Linked DNA regions of Sus scrofa: region 2 is linked to region 1. Evidence: chromatin contacts called from public promoter capture Hi-C data. All regions are on one chromosome and are shown on one strand. The core of a region is the stretch at or near the end of the contact, and the rest is flanking DNA. Distances in the headings are between cores, read along the strand shown.

What was found. Promoter capture Hi-C pulls out the DNA fragments that hold promoters and counts their contacts.
Region 2: a contact with region 1 is called in a promoter capture Hi-C map of liver, with 4 times the contacts expected there. The contact joins the promoter of SKA1 here to the promoter of MYO5B in region 1. A contact is called at or near these places in 1 of 5 promoter capture datasets (liver) and 2 of 47 Hi-C or Micro-C datasets (embryonic fibroblasts and skeletal muscle).

Annotation. Positions count from the first base shown.
Region 1 is chr1:99,808,469-99,815,450 of Sscrofa11.1, forward strand. MYO5B (unconventional myosin-Vb) reads right to left here and starts at 2,466. Exons shown (of 39, transcript XM_021093027.1): 1 at 2,394-2,466. The coding sequence starts at 2,441.
Region 2 is chr1:99,972,814-99,979,795 of Sscrofa11.1, forward strand. It overlaps SKA1 (spindle and kinetochore-associated protein 1), which reads left to right and starts at 3,541. Exons shown (of 7, transcript XM_005654425.3): 1 at 3,541-3,730; 2 at 4,786-4,884. The coding sequence starts at 4,797.

The DNA of each region.
Region 1 (6,982 bases), core at 1,216-3,715:
GCTGAAGGGCTCGCCCACGCGCAGGGCAGCTGCGAGCAGTTGCCAGGTGAGGATGCGGAAGTAGCTCTTGCTCCCCGCCCAGACCTGCTGGCCAGGGGCCTTGGTCCTTTGGATCACACACACACCCCAAGCGTACACCACGCACCCCTCTGCATGCAGAAAGGTGGGTGCGAGGCACTGTCAAATGTGTCCCGGCCACAGAGAAGATAAGCCTGCAGCCTAGGTGTCACAACAGGCAAAACTTTTTTTATTTTTTATTTTTTGAGAGGGGAGGGGTTCGTACTGAAAGGCCTCTGCCCCTCTCACACCCCCACTCCCACCCCTCACCCCGCGCCAAGTTGAAACCCGAAGGGGTCCAGACGACTGCCGCTCCGCGGAGGGCGCTCAGGAAGCGGTGGCTGGCCTCTAACTTTAATCAAAGCAACTGCTGCGGAACCGGGGCTTCTCCGCCCGGCCGCACCTGTTCCCGACTCTTGAGGACCAAACCCCACACACATCCATTCTGACCTTGAGAGCATCGTGTAAATCCACACTCCACCCCCGCGTCAGCATTACTCCGATTCCTTCCCCGAAATGACTGAAGCCCACCAAGTGCCCCCCGCCGAGCGCCCGCTTCAAAATGCCCATCCTTGGCACAGTGAGAATGCACCTCCCCGGGAACTCCCTGGAGCATCCTCCACCCACCGCTTACCCACCCACCCCAGCCGCCGCGCCTCTCACACCAGGTTGGGTCCCCCCTCTCCCCACTCCCAAATGTAGGAACACCCCCCAAGTTGAGGGATCCCCCTTAATGGCACGCGAGGGTCGCCCTTGGGAGCCCACGATGCAGAGCCCCGATGTGGGGTCCACGAGCAGGGGAGCACCGTGGGGGGCTGTGCTAGTGCCGGAGGCTCCGAACTGGTGGGGTCGCTCCTAAGGTATCGGGACCTCGACCGGACTGAGCTGGGGCGAGAACAGCAACCGCACCGAGTCAGGGAGCCTGCCAGGGGTGGGAGCCGCGGGCGGTCAGCGCGGGGCGCTCCCGGAACAGCCAAACTTTCTCTGCCTCCCGAAGTTCGGGGCGCGGAGGCGGCGGCGAGGGGGCAGGCTGAGAGGCGTCCACCGCCGCCCCTACCCGCCGAGCCGCAGGAGAAGGCGCCCCCGAGGACCGCCCTCCCCTCAGCCCTCACCTGTGCCCCGGGCCCGAGGCGGCCCGCACTCACCTGGCTGTAGAGCTCACTGACCGACATGACCCCGCAGGCCGGGCCGGGCCCGGGCTCGAGCTCGGTGCCTGGCGGGCTGCCCTCGCTCGTGCCCCAATGGGGGGCGGGTCCGGCTCTTCGCGGCCCCAGCGGCTCTCAGTCCATGGCCGGCCCTCCTGGCGCCATCTTCCTGGGCTGTTCGAGAGTTTCTCGGTTCTTTCCCCTTTTCTCCAACCTGCCCCGCCGGCTTCCTGGAGGCGCCGCAGCCGGCTCGCTCTCTGCCGGCGCGACCTTTACTCCCGCGGCAGTGGCGGCGCAGCGGCGGCCGGGCAGGAGTGGCGACCGGGCGGGCGGGGGAGGAGGCCGCGCAGCGCCGCTCCCGGCTCAGGTATGGGAGGCGGCGCGGGCGAGGGGGGCGGCCGAGAAGGGAGAGGGCGGGCGCGCGTCCGAGCGGGCGGCGGACGCACTGCCGCCGCCGCCTTTGAGCCCTGCCCGGGCCGAACCCGCCGCGCCCTCTCGCGCCCCCGCCGCAGAGGGGTCCTCCTGGCCGGGGGCGGGGCCGCGCAAGGAGCCGGCGCCGACTGCCCCCTGCTGGACGCCCGGCGCGCTCCGGACAGGTGCGCTCCGGGTCCGGGCACCTGCGGTGGGCGGGGATCCGGTGCAGATCAGAAAAAAAAGAGGTGGAAGTATCCGAGAAGGGAGAAGAGGAATAAAAAGGAGAAATGCTTGCAGCTGAAAGACTCCATACATTTTCCTCTGGATTTACGGGGCTACATTCAATACCTGCATCATTAAAAATCGTTATGTCGTAGATTAGGGTGATTTGGATATACCAAAGATTGTCTCCGCCAAACTGAGCTGCCTGCGCTGAAATCCTGATCGGAAAGGTGGGAGCTGAAGTCTTCTCCACTTTGACAGTTTCACCCACAGCTTGCGGCTAGGCTCCCTACCCCCATCAGAAAATTGTTTGCTTTTCTGGGAAGTCTCACATTTTCTCCGCTCTCTCTCACACGCACTCTCAGTCCCTCTGCCGCTGCCTACCTGATTTACTTTTGTCGGTTCTGCCAGTGACATTGGCAGCGCCACTCCCTCTTCTGCTTGCAACATAAAGTAGAAATTTCAGCCAAAGAGGAAATTAATTGGCAGGAGGCAGTAAAGGGAGCGCAGGAGCTGTAGGAAGAAACATTTGGTCTTTTGAGGTGGCATTTGTACCTGAATGAGTGATGGCCCCTGAGAGTGGCTCTCAACCAAAGCATCCATCTATGTCGCTGGAACAATTGTTCTAGAGCCCCGCTCCCTGAAAGGTGATTCTTAAACTCATCCCATTTAAGACCCTCCCACTTGGAAGACAGGATCTCCATTTAATCCACCTGCAGCCCTTCTCGACTATGCTTCCTCAGTAAGAATCACCTGAGGAGCTTTAAAGCCCTTCCAAGGAAGGGGTTCCCCACCCTGAGGAACTCGGATTCATTGAAGGGTGAGACCCAAGCATCTGAAGTTTTAAGTTCCTCCATAATTCTAAAGGATTTTATTTCCAGGGTTGATAAAGGAAGTGAACAAAGCTTGGGCAACTCTTCTTGGATCTGAAAGGAAGCTCTTCATAACATTGGGAAGAACAAAAAGGAAATGATTCCATCATTTCTCTCTCCCTCAAAAATCTGTCTACATAGTTTCCTTCCCCTTATTCCTTCCCCGTATCCTGATAGTTATGAAAGTGTGACAGCCCCACCCCACCCCGCCCCACCACCCAGGACCATCAGCATCACCTGGGAACTTTTTAGAAATACAACATATGGGGCCTCATCACAGACCTTCCCATCAGAAAGGCGGGGTGTGGGGCTTGGCATCCTGTGTCCTCACCCCTGCCACAGATTCTTTCCTCTCGGGCTAGGAAGGCCCAATCCCCACCTTTGCTCCATATGTCCTTGCCTGCTCCACCACCATGCTCCATCCGTGGTCCCATCTCTCCACTAGCTCTTGACTTTTCCTCTGTTCTCCTTTTCTACTAAAGTTCTTGAAGTGGTAGTTTCTACTGCTGGCTCCACTTACCCACACCCAGTCCCTCTGTAATTCACTGTTTTTCAACATTTTCTGCATGAGAATCACTTTTACGAAAGCAAATGCTTGGCTCCCACTCCCAGAAATTCTGATTTAACTTGTCTTGGATGCTGCCTGGGCAAAGGGGTTTTTAAGAGTTCCTAAATGATTCTAATGACAGCCAAGGTGAAGAGCTGCTGCTTTAATACCCTCCAAAATGGTTTCCTCTCAGCTCCATCCTATTGAAATTGCCATCTCCCTCTGAAGCACGGGCTGGTAACTGGTTCTCCCCATGTTGTTAAACCACCTCCTCCCCTAGCCTCTGTCGTTCTTCTTCTCTTGTTTTCCCAGCCTCACTAACCACACCTTCTGCTTTCTCTTCCTGGTTCCTGAATAAAGCTGTGGCCCATTTCCCAGATCTCACATTTCTTCTCAGGCACACCCCCATTTCATCTCTTACTGCAATATTAACTCTCAAATCCAATTCTAACCTTTAGACCCACTTTTCCACCTGCCAGATAGGCAATGCTAGCAATCCTGCCAGGCCCTTGGACCAACCTGAGGTTCATGTCACCCTCCTTTCTCCCCACCCCCAACCCAGTTCCAACTTTCTGGCTTCCATCATACCTGGCACAAATCAAAAGCTGAATTCATGCTGACTGAACTGAATCACATCCCTGAGGAGAATACTATTCTTGGCCAGAGCTTTGTGGATTTCTAATCCCCAAATCAGATATGGGCTTTCCCTCCTTTGAATAATAATAAAGACATTTGAAAACTTACTTTGTGCCAGGAAACTTGCCAAGTCCTTTGCTTTTGTGATCTTGTCTCAGAGCAACGCTATAAAGGAGGTCCATACATTAATTCTGTTTCACAGATGAGCAAAGTGAGGCTGGGGGTGGGGGGGGAGTGGGGATGGAAGAGACATTCTAGGTCAGAGAGCCAGTATTCAACCCAACTCTATCTCACTCTAAAGTCTAAGCATGTGCCGGGGTATCAGGATGAAGGGGACGCCAGGGGATGCTAATCCAGTTGATCCACTGTGGACCATGAGTCTTCATGGTTAGTAAGTACCCCAGGTGGTATAAGGCTCATACTTTTCACTGCTCTGTGCTCCATGCCTTCTCAAAGTAAAGAGAAGATATCCACTGGGAGTTCTTTGGTCTTCCTCCTGACAGGTGGGGTTTCCATCACATACTAAGGGGAAGAACTTTGAACTTCCAGAGCACTCACCTTCACCTCTCTTGAGAACGTCCCCTTTACCACACCCTGTATTATGTGTGTCCTAATATCTCTTGCTCCCCTCACCTCTAGGCTCTAAGGACTTTGAAGGCAGGAACCATACCTGACCCCTATTTGTACCCTCTGTACTTTCTAGCACAATGCCTTGCACAAAATAGAACTCAAAAAATTGTAGGTGAATTGTGCATGGGCAGGACCTAGTTATTTTCTTCTAACAAATAAAATATAGCAAAGGTGATAGGAGATCACACCCATGATTAAGTTATAAGACTGTGCCCTTTGTCTTGCTTGAATTCTCTTACATGCTTGCTCTGGTGAAGCAAGCTGTCATATCCCTGAGCCGCCCTTCAGAGAGACCCCTGTGGTAAGTAAGGGTGGCCTCAGACCAACAACCCTCAACAATTTGAATTCTCCCAATAGTGAAGTTAGTAAGACTGGAAGCAGATTCTGGACTAGTCAAGCCTTCAGACTCAACTTGAAGACCATAGCCCCAAATGACAGTTTGACTGCAGCCACATAATACACCCTAAAGCAGAGGATCCAGAAAAGCTGCATCTTTTTTTTTTTTTTAAACAGTCACACCTGTGGCAAATGGAATTTCCCAGACCAGGGGTGGAATTGGAGTTGCAGCTGCAGCCTATGCCACAGCCATGACAACACCAGATCTGAGCTTCATCTGCCACCTATGCTTGAGGCAACACCAGATTCTTAATCCACTGAGCGAGGCCAGGGATGGAACCCACATTCTCACAGAGACAACATCAGGTCCTTAACCTACTGAGCCACTGTGGGAACTCCAAGAAAAGCTGGGTCTTAATTGGACTGTAAGACAATAAAGTCTGTGACCCATAGAAACTGTGAGCTAATACATGTGTGTTGTTTGAAGCCACTAAGTTTTGGAGTAATTTGTTATGCAGCAATAGATGACTAATATAATTACCTACCAAAAAAATGTACTGTGATGATTGGCTCACTGATAAGAACTCCATCCTAGCAATTTCTCTCCTCCTCTTCGCAGTAGATTGGTTTCCCAAATGCTCCTAAGGCTGCATCTTCAAACTGGGTTTTGTGGCCCCTAGAGTATGCCAAGACTTTTTCAAGTTGTTAGTCTGTAGTTTGTTTTAAGAAAATTGACTTGCACATCCTAAATCTCCAAATCTACTGGCAAATCTAAACACTACTTTGCCAAACAAACAAACAAACAGGCCTACAGTTGGAGACTCATTCTCAGATGGCCCTTCAGTCTTGTTACCTCACTTTGCAGAAGAAGGTGCCTTCTCAAACCCTCCTGAATAGGAGGATGATGCTTTCCTTGGGAAGCAAAAGCAAAACAAACAAAAAGACAGAGATTCTGGTGTTGAGAGTGAGTGACTCTGATGAAGGGGCCACACATTCTGTGCAGATCAGGTAGTTTTCAATTCTGTTATCAACACAGTGAAGGAGGACCTAAGCCAGTGGTCAGCTGACACTTTATTAAGAATAATCTTTAGGAGTTCCCGTCGTGGCGCAGTGGTTAACGAATCCGACTGGGAACCATGTGGTTGCAGGTTCGGTCCCTGCCCTTGCTCAGTGGGTTAACGATCCGGCGTTGCCGTGAGCTGTGGTGTAGGTTGCAGACGCGGCTCGGATCCCACGTTGCTGTGGCTCTGGTGTAGGCCGGTGGCTACAGCTCCGATTCGACCCCTAGCCTGGGAACCTTCATATGCCACAGGAGTGGCCCAAGAAATAGCAAAAAGCCAAAAAAAAAAAAAAAGAATAATCTTTAGGTGGATTACCATGTGATTCTTGGAAATTTAGAAGGAATTCAAAGATTTGAGGGACACTGTTATAACAAAACTTCCTTTGCCGTCTGGTTTCTTTTTGGCTGTGATATGCAGAAGTTCCTAAGCCAGGGGTCAAACCATGCCACAGCAGTGACCTGAGCCACAGCAATGACAATACCAGATCATTAATCTGCTAGGCCAGCCAGGGAACTACCCCATCTATTCATTTGTGTAAGCAAATAAATGTCCATAACTTATGTCTCTAACAACAATAAGAATATATTTTTGAAACTCTGTAATAGTACCATTTGTGCTAATTCATTTCAGAATAATTTTAATACTTGACTATTGGAAAATTTTTAAATATATTAATTTATATACATATTTTTGTTATAGCTAAGTCTTATGGGGTGGTTATTAAAATTTTATAGCATAAAAATATATGATAAAATTCTGCTGGGAAAATGGAATGGAATTTTAGTTTCAAGGAAAAAAATGAATCAAATAACTGGTTTGTGGGAGTTCTGCTGTGGCACTGTGGAAACAGATCTAACTGGAATGCATGAGGACATGTGTTCGATCCCTGGCCTCACTCAGTGGGTTAAAGATCCAGCATTGCGGAGTTCCCGTCGTGGCGCAGTGGTTAACGAATCCGACTAGGAACCATGAGGTTGCGGGTTCGGTCCCTGCCCTTGCTCAGTGGGTTAATGATCCGGCGTTGCCGTGAGCTGTGGTGTAGGCTGCAGACGCGGCTCGGAT
Region 2 (6,982 bases), core at 2,291-4,790, 170 kb after region 1:
CCACTCCCTCGGCACATGGAGGTTCCCAGGCTAGGGGTCTAATTGGAGCTGTAGCCACCGGCCTACACCACAGCCACAGCAACTTGGGATCCGAGCCAAGTCTGTGACCTACACCACAGCTCACGGCAACACCGGATCATCGGCCCACTGAGCAAGGCCAGGGATCAAACCCGCAACCTCATGGTTCCTAGTCAGATTTGTTAACCACTGTGCCATGACGGGAACTCCGTAACACCAATCTTTTAAGTGTTTTAAATGCTTTGAGAAAAGTATCTATCAAATAAAAGATACAGCTTGTTAACTTATTACAGTACTTGATTTCAAATATTTATGTATAAACATTGACAGCTGTTTTAAGAAATATTTTACCAAATTCACAAAATATGTCAATACATGAATGCCATAATTTGTGCGTCCTGGCTGCTTTTCACTTGCTCCTCAGGAATCCACTCTCCATTGAGCCAGATTTATACTTTTCAAGGGCTCCTGGGCCTTCTGGCTTCAAAATGGATGTGGCCAATGGGAGTAGGAAGATGTAGGTTTGAGGAGAATGGAGGTATTTATTCTCTCGGCTTCCTTCCTGCTCTGACCCTAACCAGAGGCCACAGCTCCTGCCAGGTGGCCCCTCCCACAGAGCTGCATCCCTAGGCTCCCATGACCATAAGTTTTTGAGCTTAGAGATAATAACTGCACCCTGAGGTCATGAACCCTGAGGAAACTCACCATCACGTGTTCCCTTCACAATCAGCCTACACACTGCAGGTAGCCCTTTTATTAAATTCCCCAATTATCCAGTTTGAGTTTTCCTTCTGATTCTTGCTGGAATCTTGAATGATACAGTATGGTTATTCTTTTCCTTGGTGTGAACTAAGCATATGGCAAAAAAAAAAAAAAAAAAAAAGTGCTAAAACACCATGTCTAATTGGAAAAACTGGAGATATTGTGTCTTACAAATCTGCTCTATTAATACCTCTCTTCTTTTTCATTCCTGTCCTGGTCTCTCCCCCTCACTAGGCAGCCAGTTCTCTTATCTTACCTCCTTTTTCTTTTTTCCCACATCACAGCATGTGGAATTTCCCAGGCCAGGGATGGAATCCTAGCCATAGCTGCGATCTATGCTGCAACTGTGGCAACTCTGGATCCTTAAAACCCACTGTGAAAGGCTGGAGACTGAATGTACACCTCTGAAGAGACAACCATAGGGGAAAGGCTGCCTGAGGATGGAAGCAACACAGAAAACACATAACTGAGAGATGGAGATGGCTTTCTTAACAGTGTGTTTGAGTACCTGGGTTCAGCTATAACCAAACACACACACACACACACACACACACACACACACACACACACAATTATACAGTTTTATAAGCCAAATAGTCTTTTTTTTTTTCTTGCTTAAATCAGTTTGGATTGAATTTCTGTCATTGCAACTCAAGGAGTCCTGCCAAGTAAACCAGTTCCAGAAAGAAGTAGCAGTGTGATCCAATTGCTCAATTCATATTTTTTCTCCATTTCCCCACCTCTCCTCTTGTATTCAGTGCCTTTATACTTTCTTCTCCCTACTTATTTTCTCCTGGGAGATAAGCTGATAATGTTTGTCCTGGATGCTGCAGGGTGAATTTCTGTTACATTGTTTTTCATAGAATATTGACATTTTAAGCCTGACATTTAGTCCTACAATGAAAGGCTTTGTGTTGAGATTGAAAGAGATTTAAAAAATGTATCAACCAAATAACAATGTGTAAATCTTGTTTGGATTCTAATTCAAACAAACCAACAGTTTTTAAAATAAACAACTTTAAAAAAGTTTCTATCTTTAGGAGGTAGATATGGGAAGGTTTTTGGATGAAAAGATAAAATGTTTGAGGGTATTCCCTGGTGGCCTAGTGGTTAAGGATCTGGGGTTGCCGCTGCTGTGGCTCAGGTCACTGCAGTGGCACAGATTGGATCCCTGGCCCGGGAACTTCCCCATGCCTTGGGTGAGGCCAAAAAACAAAGAACAACAAAACAAAAAAGAACAGAAAAGAAAAAAGTATGCTGTTTGAGATTTGCTTCAAGATACTCCAGTATGCAAGGGGTGTGATGAGAGGAGGAATAGATGAAACAACATTGTGATAAATTAACAATGGTTAAAGCTGGATGATGAGTTGAGGAGGGGGTTCTTTGGACAATTCTAACACCAAATGTTTGAAATTTTCCATAATAAAAGAGGTTTGTTTGTTTTTGGCAGCCCTGCAACTTATGGAGTTTCCAGGGTTAGGGCCACAACTGCTGCAACTCCAGATCCTTAACCTCCTGTGCCTGGTGCCCTTCAAGGTGCAGGTCCGAAACTAGCGCTTCCAGCGATCCGTTGCGCCACAGGAGAACTCTCATAATAAGAAACGTAAAAACAAGGAGAAATGGCCAAGGGAGCTATTCACCTATGCTCTCTCATTCTCCCTTTCCAAAAGAACTCCTATGTTGTTGAGGATGCAATGTAACTGTCCAGATCCAAAAAAAGTTTAATCATTTTTTTTTCTAGTCTCACTTGCAAATGTGAGTGACCAGTAGAAAGCGGAAAGAAGCCGTTGGGTGTGGTTTCCAAGAAAATTCTTTAAAGTTGCTGTTTCAGGTAGTAAGTGAGCCTGTTTGTTACCATTGCCTCTTAAAGAACTGAGAAAGGGAGTTCCCATCGTGGCGCAGTGGTTAACGAATCCGACTAGGAAGCATGAGGTTGCTGTTCGATCCCTGCCCTTGCTCAGTGGGTTAACCATCCGGCGTTTCCGTGAGCTGTGGTGTAGGTCGCAGACGTGGCTCTGGCGTAGGCTGGCAGCTACAGCTCCGATTAGACCCCTAGCCTGGGAACCTCCATCTGCCTCAGGAGTGGCCCAAGAAAAGACAAAAAACAAAACAAAACAAAAAAAACTGAGAAAGGAACTGGCAATTATCTTGCACCACAAGCAACCATAACGCCAGAATGCGTGATGTCAGGGACCGTGGCGCCTAAAGAAGGAAGGATCCTGGATCCTTGATGATGGTGGAACTGCCACACCAGGCCTGGGATGATTTCCCCTTTTTTTCAACAGGGAGAACTAAACTTTTTTCTCGTTTTAAATTTGCATTCGCCCTTACGGAAGCTGTAAACTCCACGAAGGCAGAGAGTCTCTCTGCCTTATAGCTCACAAACTTGGCTGCTTTTTGGAATTAGCTGGGGTTTTTGTTTGTTTGTTTTTAATATTAAGGTTTGGACCCCACTAACAGAGTGAATTCACTGATTTGGGGTACGGCTTAGGCACTGGAATTTGTAAAAACTGCCCCGGTGATTCTAACTTGCAGCCAATTTGGAGACCCGCTGTTTCAGCTCGCGATTTGATTCCCACAACGACTGACTCCTGGCTGGAGCAAGGTCAGGAGTGGGTGATCAACTGAGATCACCTGCTACCGCACGGAGTAGGAAGGGCAGGCGTCCTAGCTCTGTTTCTCGCCAAAGCGGACTCAGCTGAGCTTTTGCCCGCTTCGCCCCCGCCGCCGCCCAGCTTTGGCCCAGGATAAACACGGAAATGCTTGGCGCGCCTCAGCTCGCTGTCCGAGAGCCCTGAAGTGCGCTTGCGCGACTCCGGGTCCCGGCGGGTAGTTTGAATTTCGCTCCGGGAGTTGAGTCTCGCGATTCTGGACTTCCGGCCGAGACTGGAGTGGTCTACACGCTTCGCGACCGCTGTAGGTGGGCTCTTCGCTGCGGGACCCGCGCTAGGTTGGAGCCTAGAGTTGAAGATCTTGCCCTCGGAAAGCGGGCGGAAGGCATTGTTCGGACGGAGGGGGGGGCGCGCGGGGCCGGACCGGGTTGGGCGGAGGAGCAGAGCTTCACTTTACCTCGCTGGGTGAGCTGGGGGGGATGCTGCAGACTTGTCAGCTATCCTCGGAGTGAGCGGATAGATAGTACCTGATTTCTTTCCTTCCCCTCCCTCGTCTCTTTACCCTAAATAGTAAAGTTCCCACCCCCACAGCATAGCAGAAATGTTTACTTGGACCTGTTTCTTTGAACTTAGAATTCTTTAAGATTTTTATGTATTTTGAGTTTTTACAGAAAACATTAAAAAAAATAAATTACCAATACTTTATATATACATAGTGCATTTGTTCCTCTAAATCCTTAAGGAAATGATGCACGCTTATCGCCTGGACCCCGATTTGTAGGACATTAACTACAGAAGGTTCTAGGACAAGTCAATACTGGACTTTGGTTAGAAACTGAATTTTATAGAATTGAAAGAAATTGCTGTTGGACTTCCCGTGTGGCTCACAACAAAGAAATTGCTGTTGAGTTTTTGTACTTTCTCCCCCCAACCCCCCTTTTTTGGCCGCTCCAGTGTCATATGGAATTTCCTGGGCCAGGGATCCACTCAGCCGCAGCTGGATCCTTAACTCACTGCACCACATCAGGAATTCCTATATTCTTTCCGAGAAGTATCTTACTGGATATTTACCATTCTTGGAGTTTCTCTCTCTCTCTCTCTCTTTTTTTTTTTGGTCTTTTTAGGGCCGTACCCACAGCATATGGAGGTTCCCATGCTAGGGGTCTAATGGGAGCTACAGCTGCCGGGCTTCACCACAGCCCAAGCAACGCGGGATCTTCAACCCACTGAGCAGTGCCAGGGATCATACCTGAACCTCATGGTTCCTAGTCGGATTCGTTTCTACTGCGCCACAAAGGGAACTCCCATTCTTGGATTTTTTTGAAAGTGAACTGAAATTTGTCTGGCTTTTTTTTTTTTTTTTTTTTTTAATAAATATGTTTTTTTTCTTCAGCGGCTTAAAGGATGGCCTTGTCAGATCTGGAACAACTGTGCTCACATATTAATGAAAAAATTGGCAATATTAAAAAAACTCTGTCGTTAAGAAATTGTGGTAAGTAAAACAGATTCCACTGGCTTTGTACATAATAAATGCATTTTGATTATTGTGCCACTTTGAGTGATATACCTGATATGTTAGGTGATTTTAAGTTTCTAATAATGATTTTTAAAACACTCCAGCATTGGTATTGTGAATATTACAGTGGATACTAAAATGCAGGTTCCATTGAACAGTGAATTTTCTATTAATTACATTTATTTACTTAATGCTTTTCTGAGACACACACAAGGCAGAATAGTAAGATTTGAAGGTTCTGTAGCATTTTTCTAGTTCTGGAGGCAAATAGAGCTACTAAAAGGCAAAGAAAATCAAAAGTAGGAAAGACCCACAGAGGTAGAATTAGCCCATAGCCCATCTTACAGCCTGCTTTGGAGGAAACTTAGCAATTTATATCCCTAAGAAATAACTAAATGAAAATGAAATCAGTTTTTTACACATCCAGAAATCTGGAGGTTGTAACCATATCCCAAAATATTTTGAAGAGCTGAAAGTGGATAAGGTCATGGAAGTGCAGAAAAATAGAGGATCCACAAGTTGACGTCATGGCTCGGCAGAGGCAAATCTGACTAGGATCCATGAGGACGCAGGTTCGATCCCTGGCCTTGCTCAGTGGGTTAAGAATCCAGTGTTGCCAAGGGCTATGGTGTAGATAGCAGACATGGCTCAGATCTGGTACTGCTGTGGCTGTGGCATAGGTCGGTGGCTGCAGCTCTGATTTGACCCCTATCCTGGAACCTCCATATGCTGCGGGTACAGCCCTAAAAAGACGAAAAAAAAAAAAAAATAGAGAATACTTGTAAAATCTAGAAAAATAGCATTTACAAAAATGCTATAACCCTACCTAGGAGAGCTAAAGATTTATTGATTCGGTAGTTCCCATTGTGGCTCAGTGGTAATGAGCCTGAATATATCCATGAGAATGCAGGTTCAATCCCTGGCCTTGCTAAGTGGGTTAAGGATCTCATGTTGCTGTGAGCTGTGGTATAGGCTGGCCGCTGCAGCTCTAATTCAACCCCTGGTTGGGGAATTTCTGTATGTGGAGGGTGCGACCCTAAAAAAAAAAAAAGATTTATTGATCAGTGGAATTCCATCTGCTGGGAAGATGCTGTTGAACTTTTATTGTAGTTTGTATTAAGAATTGATAATATTAAAAAATTCCAATATGAAATTATAATGTTGGTATGTCCTTTCAAATTTTAGATGTCCTCCTGAGACTTTGATATTTTCCTTCTCTTGTTGTGAACCACTAATAAAGAGCATCATCTGTTTTACAGTTTGGGGCTGAGGGAGTCAATAAAAAGCCCAAAGGGTGGTGGGTTCATCTTTTCAAGGCACCTGGTGTGTAAATGAGGAAACGGAGGCTTAGAAGTCAGGTGACTTGTCCAGGTTCCCCCAGCTGATGGGTAGTTGGTTGGGACTGTGGTTTTTGTATTCGGATTCCCAGTGTAGAACTTGGCTACTGCTATGCCACTTTGACTGAATAACCTAAATAGGACATTTAGATTTTTAATAAGTAGTCTTGTTTAGATTCTCTTACTGAAGACAAGATTACTGTTCGATAGATATAATTTAGAGATCTATGAAACTATCAAACCCTGAATCCAAATCACCCCATCAAAGCATGAGGCCTGGCAAAGGAATCTAACCTATTAGATTACTGAATACTGGGTAGCCATCATTTGTACTTGGGGAGAATACTTTGTTTCCAAAGCCTGTTTAGGAAAGTGAAGTAATTTGTTTGCCACTTTCACTGCTGTCACATGCTAGATTACTACTATCAAAAGTAGTGAATTAGGAGTTACTGTCATGGCTCAGTGGTTAATGAAACCAACTAGTATCCATGAGGATGTGGGTTTGATCCCTAGCCTTGTTCAGTGGGTTAAGGATCCGGCATTGCCGTGAGCTGTGATCCAAGTTGCAGATGAGGCTCGGATCCTTAGTTGTTGGGGCTGTGGCATAGGCTGGCAGCTACAGCTCTCGATTAGACCCCTAGCCTGGGAACCTCCATGTGCCACAGGTGTGGCCCTAAATAGACAAACGGGAAAAAAAAAAAAAAGGAGTGAATTAGGAGTTCCTGTTGTGGCTCAGT